3 separate regions of the Rattus norvegicus genome follow, and all the other regions are linked to region 3. A link is a contact called in public Hi-C data. All regions are on one chromosome and are shown on one strand. The core of a region is the stretch at or near the end of the contact, and the rest is flanking DNA. Distances in the headings are between cores, read along the strand shown.

What was found. Hi-C and Micro-C count contacts between places; a contact is called where the count stands out from the background.
Region 1: a Hi-C map of liver shows a contact between it and region 3, with 2.5 times the contacts expected there. The contact joins the enhancer-like site here to the promoter of Rnd3 in region 3. A contact is called at or near these places in 2 of 12 Hi-C or Micro-C datasets (kidney and liver).
Region 2: a contact with region 3 is called in a Hi-C map of Schwann cells, with 8 times the contacts expected there. The contact joins the enhancer-like site here to the promoter of Rnd3 in region 3. A contact is called at or near these places in 3 of 12 Hi-C or Micro-C datasets (Schwann cells, mammary epithelial cells and psoas muscle).

The regions. Positions count from the first base shown.
Region 1 is chr3:56,238,892-56,242,966 of GRCr8, forward strand. No RefSeq gene overlaps it. Among named protein-coding and RNA genes, the nearest start is that of Rnd3, 240 kb to the left of the region's middle. Within about 2 kb of position 1,915, at least 2 of the 93 cell types and tissues checked have an H3K27ac peak or open chromatin away from gene starts, as enhancers often do. A contact at or near this core is called in liver, where this site is marked.
Region 2 is chr3:56,133,257-56,137,443 of GRCr8, forward strand. No RefSeq gene overlaps it. Among named protein-coding and RNA genes, the nearest start is that of Rnd3, 140 kb to the left of the region's middle. Within about 2 kb of position 2,400, at least 6 of the 93 cell types and tissues checked have an H3K27ac peak or open chromatin away from gene starts, as enhancers often do. A contact at or near this core is called in Schwann cells, where this site is marked.
Region 3 is chr3:55,996,200-56,000,453 of GRCr8, forward strand. Rnd3 (Rho family GTPase 3) reads right to left here and starts at 2,295. Exons shown (of 5, transcript NM_001007641.2): 1 at 1,961-2,295; 2 at 1,450-1,537. The coding sequence starts at 2,110.

The DNA of each region.
Region 1 (4,075 bases), core at 665-3,164, 240 kb after region 3:
TGGCAGCTGCAGCAGAAAGCTGCAAGTTCACACCAGGAATAGTAAACCTTAAGCAGAGAGAGCAACCTTTAAGTAAATGAAGATCTTAAACCATAAAGTCCACACTTCCTCCATTAAGGGCTGTACCACCTAAACCTTCCCAAGCAATGACGTCAACTAGGGACCAAGTATTCAGCTGCCCAAGACGATGGGAGAACATCTCTCATTCAAACTGCAGCAAGTACTAAGTGCATAGTGTGTGCAAGTCATCTGAAAGGGCACCCAGGGGAGAGGAACAATATCTCAAGAGCAGAAGCAGGAGCCGTGTGCCTGGTAGATGAGAACATTCACATCACAGTTCCAGAGAACAAAGAACTCCAGGATCCATGAGTGATGCCCAAGAGCAAGTCAAGAGAAGAGAGTTGGCTGCAAGAGGAAACAGCGGGGCAGGGCAATTATGCTCAGCACCATGCCTAGCAGACAGAGCTCCCTTCCCTGCATCTGATTCAGGTGAAGCAAGAAAGCTTCCAAATTAGAAGAAGTTCTGAAAACAAGCCAAAGCTATCTCACTAATGGTTCTTCTTGACAAAGCAAAGCACAAGTGGGATGTTACACATTCCAGGAGAAAAACAGGTAAATGGTCAACTAAGTTCACATTTTCTATGCCTTAGAAGGGTAAGGATTTTAAATAGAAATTGTAGTGAATTATAAATAATATTTATTAATCTCTGTAAAAATTACCCCGTCCCTTAGTTTCTGCTGGGTTTGGATTTGGCCCTACCCTCTATGTCCCATAGAATCCAAACTGCAGATGTTGAAGCTCCTTACATAAAGTGAACGACCTTTGCATGTAATCTAGATGTATCCTCCCATATAATCTTCTATAAATGAATTATGATGCTTACTGTGTGCAAATGCTATGCTGTACTTTATTGTTTAGGAAAAAATCACAAAGAAATGTTTATGCATCACAAACAGCTTTATATTTTTCCAATATCTATAATCTGTTGTTGCTTGAATCTGACTGAACTCAAGCTGCAAAATCAGCTGTTCAACTGGACTCTAAACTCTCAGTGACCAGAGTACCAGGTCCTTGAACCATTGTTGTTGTCTTAGTCCACTGCTACATTTTATGGAAGCTGTGATTGTAGAGGCTCTGATGGTTCTCTTTAATTGTCAGTTTGACTCAGTCTATCACTGGGAAGAGAATCTCTAGGGGAAATTATCTAGATCAGACTGGCCTATGGCCATTCCTGTAGGAATTGTCTTGATTGTAAAAATTGAAGTAGGGAGACCTGCCCATTGTGAGGAGCTTGCCATTCTGGGCTATATTTAAAGGAGAAAAGGTAAGCTGAGCACAAGGATGTAGTCAGTCCTGTTTACCATGTACAATTACCTGGGGAAGGGAATCTCAAGGAGGAATTATCCAGATCATGTAAGTTGATGTCATTATGCAGGTGAAAGCAGAAAACCAGGCCTGTCATTGGACAAGAAGGAAGGATGGGCGGAAATAAAGTTTTAGAAAGAGGAGCCGGAGCAAACAGAAGGAGTAGGGAGAACATGGCGGCAGATGTTAAGATTCTTCTCTGAGCATAGATACAAGTTGTTATGAATATTTTTAAGGGATAGGTATGTACAGGATGTTGTGTTGTCTAGATGGGCAAATTATATCTTATCAATTGGGACAGAGGTTATTGTGTGGTGTGTTCTTTCATGTGGTGACTTAATAGAGTTCAAGAGAAGGGGCTGTGGCGGGATGCACCAGGTCTGCCACAGAATTGGCATGTGTATGACTGACATGGTAACAACCGGCCGAGGGAACTGGGAGTGAAAGCGGCATGGCAAGGTGCCACGCTTGAATGGCTTTTGGACCGCCCAGGTTAGAGCGTGGAGCCGCTGAGATAGTGGTGCCCCACAGTGCCATGTGGCCCGCGTGCCAGCACTAGAGATAAAAATACCCAGAAGTGCCATGCAGCCCCACAGGTGCCGGCACTAGCGTGGGTTTAAAGGTTACCAGATTTTTTAAATATTTACTGCAACAAGATCAGGTTGGCTTGAAATAATGCCCGTGGTCAATGGTCTTAGGAAGGTTCCACTAATGTGGAAAAATCTTCATGCTCTTCAGGGGACGCAACTGCTTTTTTCAGAGCTTGTGCTGTGCCTCTGCATTTATCTTTCCATTACTTCTCCACTCTGTCAAGACCATTCCCCCTTTTCTCTCTTTGAAACACTTTTTTCAATCTCTTTTCCTTCCATAGGTCCCCTCCCCCTACAGTTATCTCCTGTTACCATCATTCTCTGACCAAGAACTGTGAGCCAAAGCAAACACTTCTTACCTTACATTGCTTTTGTTGGATATTTTGTCAAAGCAACAAGAAAACTTCCCTAGCTTTCACTCCACATCTTCTATCAAAGTATGCTAAAGAAGTCTGAAGTGTGTTTATTCATTAACCAAAAAAAATTAATTCTCCTAGTTTGTCCAAGATCCTTTTTAAATTATGAGCACAGAGTGAAACCGTTATTTCTTGAACCTTAGAAAGTTATTGTGAGTTTAGGAATTGGAAAGAGATATGATGAAAGATGAATAGGGAGTGGAGGTATGGCCAGAGTTCCCATGGAATCTATTTTCAGGACATGTCTTACTTAAATTTCTGACAAAATGTCATTTTTAATGAAGAAGTATAAAGAAGTGTATGCAACGAAATGGACTCACATATGCGATATTTGATTTGAAACATCTCAATACTAAAGTGGAATGAGGTAGAGATACAAAGAGAGATGTAGGGACTGACACATGATAAAGCAGTCATAAAATGTCACTACGGTAGAGTCTAAGTGACATACACAACTGACACTGTAAAATTTATTTCCTTTCTGCTGTATGTTTTTAACTATTATTCATAATAAAATTGGTATAAATACTGTTTCCTGAATGTAAAGTATTTCATATAATGTATATACAAAAAGGTCAGTTACATTTTGAGAAAGTTTAATTATTTTCTCTATTTTGATTTACCTACTGTCAATTTGGGATATTTTGTTTTATACTGTCCCTTGTCTATTACACACATAACATGCACACGCGCACGTGAGCACACACACACACACACACACACACACGCACCACATATATAAACACACATTGAATAGCAGGTAGAAAATGACTTCTTTGCAAATTATATTTTTACTTTCTAAATTCTTCATAGATACTTTTTCATATTAAGTCACATAGGTCTATGCAATTCTCCAAAGGCACAAGTCATTTTATATTATGAATTACCTAATTTGTCTTACTACAATATATTGACACCAATTCAAACTATCTTCAGTTCATGGCTGCCAAAATCATTTATCATTTTTATGATAAATGTCTTGTGTAAGTGTCTTCAAATCTAGTAAATAAGTTGTCTAGAAATAGAATTTCTGGTCAGAGAGCCATATATATTTACATTTTGATTAGTTCTACCAGTTAATTTTCTCAGAAGGCTGGAGGGTTCCTGTTTTCTAGGTCACATGAGCCACAGCGGTTGTCAGGATCTGTTTTAGATGAAACAAGATTAAGGAATGGAGAGAATGCAGTATAAATGATGTAGTGAGACCACACAGTGTGTTTATGCCAGAGTATGGAAAGGAATGCAGATTTCTAATTTGTCCTATTTGCTACATCCTTTTTAGAACATATTGTAAAGACATTTTGCGAAAGTAACCGTTTTCTTTTTTCTATTGAAAATAAATTCTTCACTTATATTCTATATCCCAACAACAGATTTCCCCTCCTTACACTCCTCCCAGCTCCCTTCCAATCTCCCCTCTCCCCCAAGACCCACTCCCCCTTCTCCCACTCCCCTCTTTTCAAACAAGAGCAGGCCTCCAAGAGAGAACAACCAAATACAACAAAACAAGATACAGTAAGACAAGGCAGAAGCCCTTATATGGAGGCTGGACAAGGCCACCCAATAGGAGAAAAGGAGTCTCGAGAGCAGGCAAAAGACTCAGAGATAGAACTGTTCCCATTGCTAACAAAATACCAACACATATAGCAGCCATCACATATAAGTAGAGGGCTTATTGGAGACCCATTGCAGGCACTGTGCAC
Region 2 (4,187 bases), core at 1,150-3,649, 140 kb after region 3:
CATAAAAGCTGTGGTCACTGTTTTTCTCTGGACACTGCTGAATGTGAGAGGGCCACTGTGTTCTTTGGAACAGCAGAAGACAGTGCTGTCACATCCCACCCCCTCACATTCTTCCACCCTCAGATGGCTTATCAAAGCCAAGCAGGGTGAAAACAAGCAAATGACAGCACAGAGACGAGAAACTACAGGCAAGTTGAGGTTGTAAAAAGAGGTCACATTGAGCTTCATGGAGAGCTTGAGACAAAATTACCACGGAGCACTGTGGTTTGAAAGTACTCCCAACGTTCATGTGTTGGAAATTTATTCTCCCCAATGAATCAAGGTTGAGATGCAATCTTTGAAAACAGAGGGCCTAATCCCAGAGAATGGATTAATTTCAATATCATTAGACTGTAGTAGTTATCTCAGAAGCGAATGCCCAGTGAAAGGACTGGGTTGAGGTGTAGGTCAGTGGTTGAGCACTTGTCTCGCATGTGTAAAGAAATGGGTCTGAGTTCTCCCCAAAAAAGGGATGAACTGTCTTTCTTTCTCCTGAGTTGCTTTTCACCATGTTAAGCTTCAACAAGAACACTCATCACATATAGACCCTTAATCTTGGGCTACAAAGTCCCTAAATAAACTTCTATTGCTTCTAAATCACTGAATTTGTATTCTGTCAGATCAGTATGTGGGAAGTACACTGGGCGTGCCTTGTTAGGAGCATCTCCAACAATATGCTTCTCAAAAATTCATCTCATTTTTATTTTTATGTGTGTATATCACTTTCTGTCTCTTTGTCTCTGTCTCTGTCTCGCGTATGTGTGTGTCTATGTGTGTGTGTGTGTGTGTGTGTGTGTGTGTGTGTATGTGTGTATGAGAGAGAGAGAGAGAGAGAGAGAGAGAGAGAGAGAGAGAGAGAGAGAGAGACCATACCCATTACACATTCAGGCCAGGAGAGGATGTTGGATTTTCTAATCCCACAGCAGAACAGAAAGCACTCTTAGCAACTCTTTCATCGCTTCTCTAACTTGCAGAAATTCACTAGGCAAATATTCAGGGTTTTATTCTCAGACATTCTTGCGTACGGTGTTGAGAAGCTAAGCACTAAACTGAAAGTACCATTTTCATATAGAAGTGCCTGATTTGTCTCTCAGTTTCCTTCTAATACCTGAGATTTTAATGATTCTCCAATGTCTGATTCTGTCTCCCTGACCTACAGATCCTGAGACAGTGACCTTACAGAATTTGAAGATGAACCAAATCCATAAAAATCTATTTGAATGGCAGGGTTTCTCCTCTGGACAATACAGCTTCAGAGGAAAAGCTAAGTGAAGAGTTTTGAGGAGAGTGTTTTGAAGGGTGATCTGGAGGGGTGCCATCCTCTGTAGGATGCTTGCAATTGTGTAGCCATGGTAACCTCATCCTCCACCTGAGTGAGTGGAAGGTGTTCCTCTGAGACTTCCTTTTTGTCCTTCTCTTGAACAATAGGCGTCAAGCATTATTTCTCAGATCTAGAAACAAGCCTAGACATCTGTAAAGTGAGGGTCGTGTTATACTCTTTTAGGCTATCCTGGATTGAATGACGTCTCTCCAAATTTAAGTCATCCTTGAGTTTCAGAAGGTAACCTTATTTAGAAATAAGTATAATTAGTTAAGATGAGGTCATGCAGGATTCAAGTGGGCTGTGAATCCAAGGAGTGAGTGTTGACATTAAAAAAGGACATAAAGACATACTGGAAAGGAAGCCACATGAAGACTGAAGTAGAGTCAAGCCTTCAACAACTCAAACAGACAAGAAGAGTGCTGTGCCTAGAAGCTTGGGACTGCTATTCATTTTCTTTTAGGGTTGGCCTTTAGAACTGTGAGAGAATATGTTTCCTACTGTTGTCTCAGGAGTGACATATAGGTTATTATTATTAAGTCATCTTGTAACAACAGGGCTAAAGAGCTGATATCTGTTAGTGCCCTAAATTATGAAAGGGACTAATGTGGGCCGGGAGGGGTTCCATAACAAAATGCTTGCTTACTGTGGTGCCAGACGAGCCAGGTTTCCCCTCTATCAGGAGTCCCTGCCCTGTAAGAAGACTTACAAACTCAAAACTGCCCACTTGGCCTGCCCACACGCATCCCTCTGGGCTTCTCCCTCACCTGCCTTTTCATCACAACACTCTGCCAAAATCGGATCACACAGTCTTCCTGTTTAAACTGGTGAGGTTTTTTTCAGTGACATCAGACAAGGCAGAAATGGCTGGAAGTTTCTGCCATGCTAGATTAGCAGCACATGGGTGAATCAAGCTCATACATTATTCAGAGAGGAAAAAAATGGGGGCTTTGAGTGAACTTTGGAGGAATCGGAAGCTCTTCCCGAGGAGAGTGCCCTATTGTTCTGCCTCATAGCACACTCAGAGAGCAAGCGGCATTCCTTACAGCAGAGCTAATGGCGCACACCCAGACGCTGTGGTGAACTGGCCAGCAGAAGTCTTCTGTGAGCTCTGGAACCCTGCAGTCCACAAAAGGCAGCTACAACAGTCCCCCCTGAAACCTACACAACCCCACTTTCCTACCTAGTGTATTTGAGAAAATCTAGTGATGGAATATCTCATTTAATACCCTGTCAATGCTTACAACTCTCATTTATGCTGAATTTAAGGTATTCTTTTTCCTGGCATCTTCTTAGCTTACATTTTCCCCAGGTTAAATAAACAACAACAACAACAACAACAACAACAACAAAAAACTCAAACACACAGTTAATTCCAGTTATAGGAAAGCAAACAAGAAAGGGGCGGGGGAAGAAAGAACTATTGGAAAGCAGAGAAGACAGACACATAGAGTGTGGTTAAAGGGTGGAGGAGCAATAGAGAGGAGAATGGCAGGAACACCTGATCTAGCCAGGGAATTGTCAGGGGCCTCTAATTAGAGAGGGGAAGGGAAATAAATACAGGCGGGCAAACATCTGAAAAGGTCATACTAAATCATACTGTTACCTATCTAAATATTAAAACCTTATAAGATATGTAAGTCTTTGTAACAATATACATATATACTTTAAATGAGATTTTGTCATCTGCCCAAAAAAGCTCCCTCCAAGAGCCAAAGACCATCTAACAAAACTCCCAACACCAGGCATGAGAAGTTCTTTCGAGTTTTTGTCAATGTCTCCTCCCCAAGAGCCAGTTTTCATGGTAACAAAGGGTGCCAACATAGGGAAATAACTACAAGGGCGCAGTAGTGGCACACACACCTTGGCAGTAACCAACAGCTCTCTAATTGGACTTAAGATCTGTTCAACAATAGGTAAACCAAGCCTAGCACTAGAAACCAAGCTAATTACTCAGTGCTAGTAAAGTCATGGCTACTAGGTTACTATTCAACCACTAACTTACTAAGCCAGGACAGTTCTTAACTATACTCAAACATTTCTCCTAATATCAACAGGTAAGTCTATCCCTTGTGCCTCATCAAGAGACCTTCTCTTTGCAACAGACTGAGACCATTACAGAAAACCAAAACTAATCAACTTACAAAGGTATGGAGTCGAGTTCTTGAGGTTACATTATAGTGCAACTTCTGCATCTAAGGCCTCTCATTATAGTAGAGAGGGTGGAAATATTGTAGGAACCAGAGGAACAGGGAGTTTGCTGTGAGGTTGTGTCTCCCAGGCATGTCAGAAGCTATGACCATAAAGTTTCATCAGCATGGCAGCCTTTATAAACTTGAGCGGAACAAGAACAACAATAGGCACGCCAAAGTAGAAAGGTGTAAAGACCCAAAGATGTCAAGCCCACACGAAGAACTATAGACAACTAAGGAATGCTGGCAGTGGGAGAGCCAGTCTTCCTCAGGAGAGCACACCAATACCAAATGGTCAGCCCTGAAAACATACATACAGATCACACTGTATAGGGTGCCACAATTCTCTCACTGATTCCCAGGCCAAGGAAAGCAAGACAAGACTGTGTTTTCAACTAACCATTACGTTTTATGGTAGGTATTTTAACAATTTTGTCTTGTGTTACATCTTCGGGAAGACTTACATACTTCCTGGGGTTTTATAACCATGAGCTTTTGGAAACCAACCTTGTCAGGGCTGCTGTAATTTTCAGAGTTGATAGAGGAAAGGAAATGTAAAAGATGCACTGGTGAGACAGATGGTGAGGTTGCCTTAGATTGCTTTCTATGACTGTGATAAACGCCATTCCCCAAAG
Region 3 (4,254 bases), core at 1,045-3,544:
ATCAAGATTGCGTATGTAATCTCAACGACAAAAAACACAAAACGCCCTTGGCGCAGCTCAAGGAAAAGCTTGACTCTCCTCTCCAGAGGGAAACTGGATCCATCCTTCTCACTGCAGCAGTCTGAGCATCTGGCACCGACCGTGAGAGGCGCCAGTGCAAGAGTTCCCTCTAGTCTTTCTTCTAGCCTTTGTGCTGGAGGCTGCCTCTGGAGACCTTGTGAGTCTGGCCCCTTCCTCCCACCGTCTAATCCCCCAAGTCCCTCAGAGGTTCCAGCGCAGGGTGTGGGAAGCTCGCTGAAGCTCCACGAGGCCACTCCCAGTTGAGCACTGCTCCACCTCGGGCCACCCCGCCTGACAGCAACCCTGCGTGTTGGCGCTTGTGCGCTCCCTCCTCGCCAGTTTCGCCTGAATCTGTCTGGCAGCCCAGCTCCCCACCAGCACCGGCCTTTCCCCTCCCAAATTGGTAGCTTCTACTCCGCTCGAGAAGGTATGGTCTCCACTAACAGTAGGCGTTCTCCTGAGGAGCCTCTGGCCAGGCTTGCTAGAGCTTGGATACCAAGGGGTGCTCAGTCCTCAGTCCACACTGTCCCTGCTCCGAACTCAGCCGGGGATGACAGCCTTCCCGCCCGCGGAGATCTGCCCTCCCCACCACCCTGTGCCACGTTGGTGGGTGGGCGCATGGGAAGGCAACAACCCGGCCTTGAACCTTAGACCTCTGGACAGAACCCACCAAGGCGTCAATAATTCAAGTAGACAGGAAGGTCAAAGGCGAGGGGGTGCTGCCTGCGGCCCTGCAGGCGGGCGAGACAGAGGCAAAGGCAAAGGGGTAGGGAGTGGTATGTATGTTCGAAGAGCTGGCACAGAGTGATCCCCCGGCGCCCGCAGAAGCCGCTCTGCGCCGGTGACACTGAGGCTGCGGGGGCGGAGGCCCCGCGGTGGCCGCTGCCGGCACCACCAGCGCATTCCTGAGAGTAGGCGTCACGGGCGCTGGCTCCGGCCATTCACCCATCTCCCCCAGCCCGGAACCCGCATGCAACCCGAGGGTTTCGAGGATCTTCTCCCAGCTCAGCCTGCTCCCCTGCCCCGAGACCAGATGGCTGATAACACCCACGAGGGGCTTCCTGGGCGAGCCGGAGGGTTCCACGGTGCTCTGCATGCTCCAGCACTGAGCCACCCTGGCGGCTCGCTCCGGCACTGCCCCAAGGAAGGACAAAACAAGGCCATGCGGCCACCAGAGGCTCCTCCAGCAGGGTCACCCCGGACATATAGCGTCCTCCTGTCCCTAAGACCACAATCACCCCCATTGCCGCCCCTGCCCAGAAAGGATAACATTTTTCCGCGGCTTGGGGACTGGAAGTCCCTCAAGGAGCCACGATAGCAGACAGGGCATCGGATCCCGAGCCCAGGGGCGCACCGGTTCAGACTGCCACGCGGTGTGCTGAGTCTTACCTGAAGTGTCCCACAGGCTCAACTCTATTCTTTGTGTGTCGATTTCAAAACTGGCAGTGTAATTCTCAAACACCGTAGGGACGTAATTCTGGACGAACGAAAGGGACAGAAGAGGAAGGAAGGGTGGCAAAGAGATTATTAAAAATATGACCGGCATATCGAACACTTGAAAAACACCCAAGCCACCAATTAAAAAACCTCCACCAACAACCAACCGCACACTCCCTACACAGTAAACGCGCAGCCCCCTCCCGAGAGTCACCCAGGTCTCCCCACCCGGCCTCCCACACTGAAACCAGCAAGTTTCTGGGGCCAAGAGCCCAGGATGCTGGCGGGTTCCAGCCTAGAGGCTTCCAGGACACTTTCGCTTCCCAGCAGTGTGACGGTAGAGACAGGCTGGGCATGAGAAAGACTTTCAAGAAGAAAATCAGTGAAGCAAGAGAAACGACGCTGTCCCCAGACTGGGAACCCCATCAGCCACCCCCCTCAAAGAGGTACGGGTCACACTCACTTCGGGGAAGCAGTCCTTTGCGAAGACGTGGAGCAGCGCGGTTTTCCCACACTGGCTGTCGCCCACCACTACTATCTTGCATTTCACGTTCTGATTAGGATCCATGATAGATTTACTGGATAATTTCTGGCTGGCTCTTCTCTCCTTCATTGATGTTGCCTTATTTTCTCTTGGAACAGGAATTTTTCTCTTTAGAAGAAAAAAATATATATACTTCTCTCTATAAAAAGCGGATATAAAAATAAATCGCAAGGCCGGAGGGAACCCCTTAAGCGCAGCGGAGTTGGAGGAGGAGAGGCAGCGGCTCTTTACTCCTCTCCAACAAGTTTTCTGCCTGACTCCGTGAATCTCTTCCCAAGTCCAATTCCGATCGGTCTGCTTTGTTTCACGCTCTCTGCGCGGCTTTATACGCCCAGCCTTCCAATCCGCTCCGCTTTCTCAATGAGAGAAGGAAACTGATCCGCCTCCTCCCCTTTTATGGAGCCTGGGAGCCAGCGCGACCGCCTCGTTGGCGGAAAGTGTAAGCAGCGCGCCCTCTAGGGTGGCGTGCAGGATGGCTTCCAGACCTAGGTTCTGGCATAACCTGAAGGCGCCAGGCAGGATTTGCTGATGGATAGATTGTTCAGGACCGGGGTGACGGGGAGCGGGTATCTGTGCACATTGAATTTGCCCTGGAATTCCTTTCAAATTGCTTTCGAAGGGGCGCGTCTCCAGAAGCCTCGTCATTATTTGTGAACATTAAAAAAATATTTCCCAATCAAATTATAAAACAGAAGTAAATCTTGGATGGGAAAAGGCTAAACTAAGTTGTTGCACCAAACCCAAAACCTAATATTTTTAAAAAAATGTTGTGTCAGGTACATAGCTGGGTTATTTTAGACATCAGAACTGGTTTTCCTTGATCTTTGTAGAGGACTGGCTTTTGAAACTTGTCATTTTCAGCCACTTCAGAGGGGGCCGAAGGCTCTGGGGAATATGACAAGGTGAATGGGGGAGGGGGAGAGAAAAACCTTAGATGACAAAAACTATTGGAAACCCTGCCCCAACTGTCACTTTCACTGTGGGGACTCTGGAACCAGGGGTCTAAGCGTTCTTTGCTCCCTTGAGCTGTACCCTCCTTTGCCCAGGAATCAAGGCATTGGTCTTAAAAAGCACACATAACCATAGTTGAAAATTCAGGAACTCCCCTCCTCCACTCAGGTACTCCAGTCGTTCCGAGTCTCCCTTTCAGCAAGAGACAAACATAAAGACTGTTTGTTCTCTCGTTTTCTGAGAACAGTGTCTTTGTTGCCTGTCACCCCAATAGCCAGGAGGCTTCAGTTATTAAATTTATAGTGACGGTGTCTGGGAAGATAGTTCAGTCTGTGAAGGGCTTGGTCTGCAAGCACGACTTGATTTTCACCCCTAGCACCCATATAAGGAGGCATTCCTGACAGACTCAGAGGATCCCTAGGGCTTGCTAGGCAGCCAACCCAGTCAAACTGAGGAACTTAGGATTCAGTGAGAGACCATAACTCAAAATTAATGTAAAGAGAAATTGAGGGAGATACCTAGTGCCAACCTCTGTCTTCCACACATATACTAAACACACACACACACACACACACACACACACACACACACACACACACACCTTTAAGGAAAGTATAGGGACTGAATGTGTAGCGAATTACTAGGGGACCTAGAATGCTATCTTATTTCAGACCTGAGAACCTTGGAGTCTTCCCCTAAAGGACAACCCTGGCTTTATCTTTGTGGACAGGTGTGTTTCCTACAGGTTGACCATGGAAAGGGAAAGGCTGACCAAGGTCCTATGGCTGCATTTGCCAAAATTTGCTTGGAAGAGCTTTATTCGTCTCTTCACACAGTTCACAAAGGAAGCACTGTCCGGGCATTGTCTCCTAAAGTCTTACGTTGTGCTGTTATGTCGGAGAGGGAAAAGTGTCCTCTGTAAACTTCATAGAGTTTACCCTAGCATTTCCCTAACCTAACTAGTGCAGGAGATGTTCATCAAGATGCTTGTTTGGTTGAGGAAGAATGGGCAAAAAAGTGGGGAAATGTATTTAGGCCCTAAGTCACTTAGCTTCCTAAGTGACATTGGAACAATAATTCATATCTGTAAACCTTAGCTTTATCCTCATTAAAATAGGATTCATGAAGACACTGGTAAGAAAATGAAAATGGTGTCTGCCTGTACTTAGTATTTCTCCATAGCTCCCACTTGCCTGCCCAGAACGAAGTCTCATGTCTGGGTGAATCCTGGATTCCTTAGTCAACTTACTTATAAGAAGTGG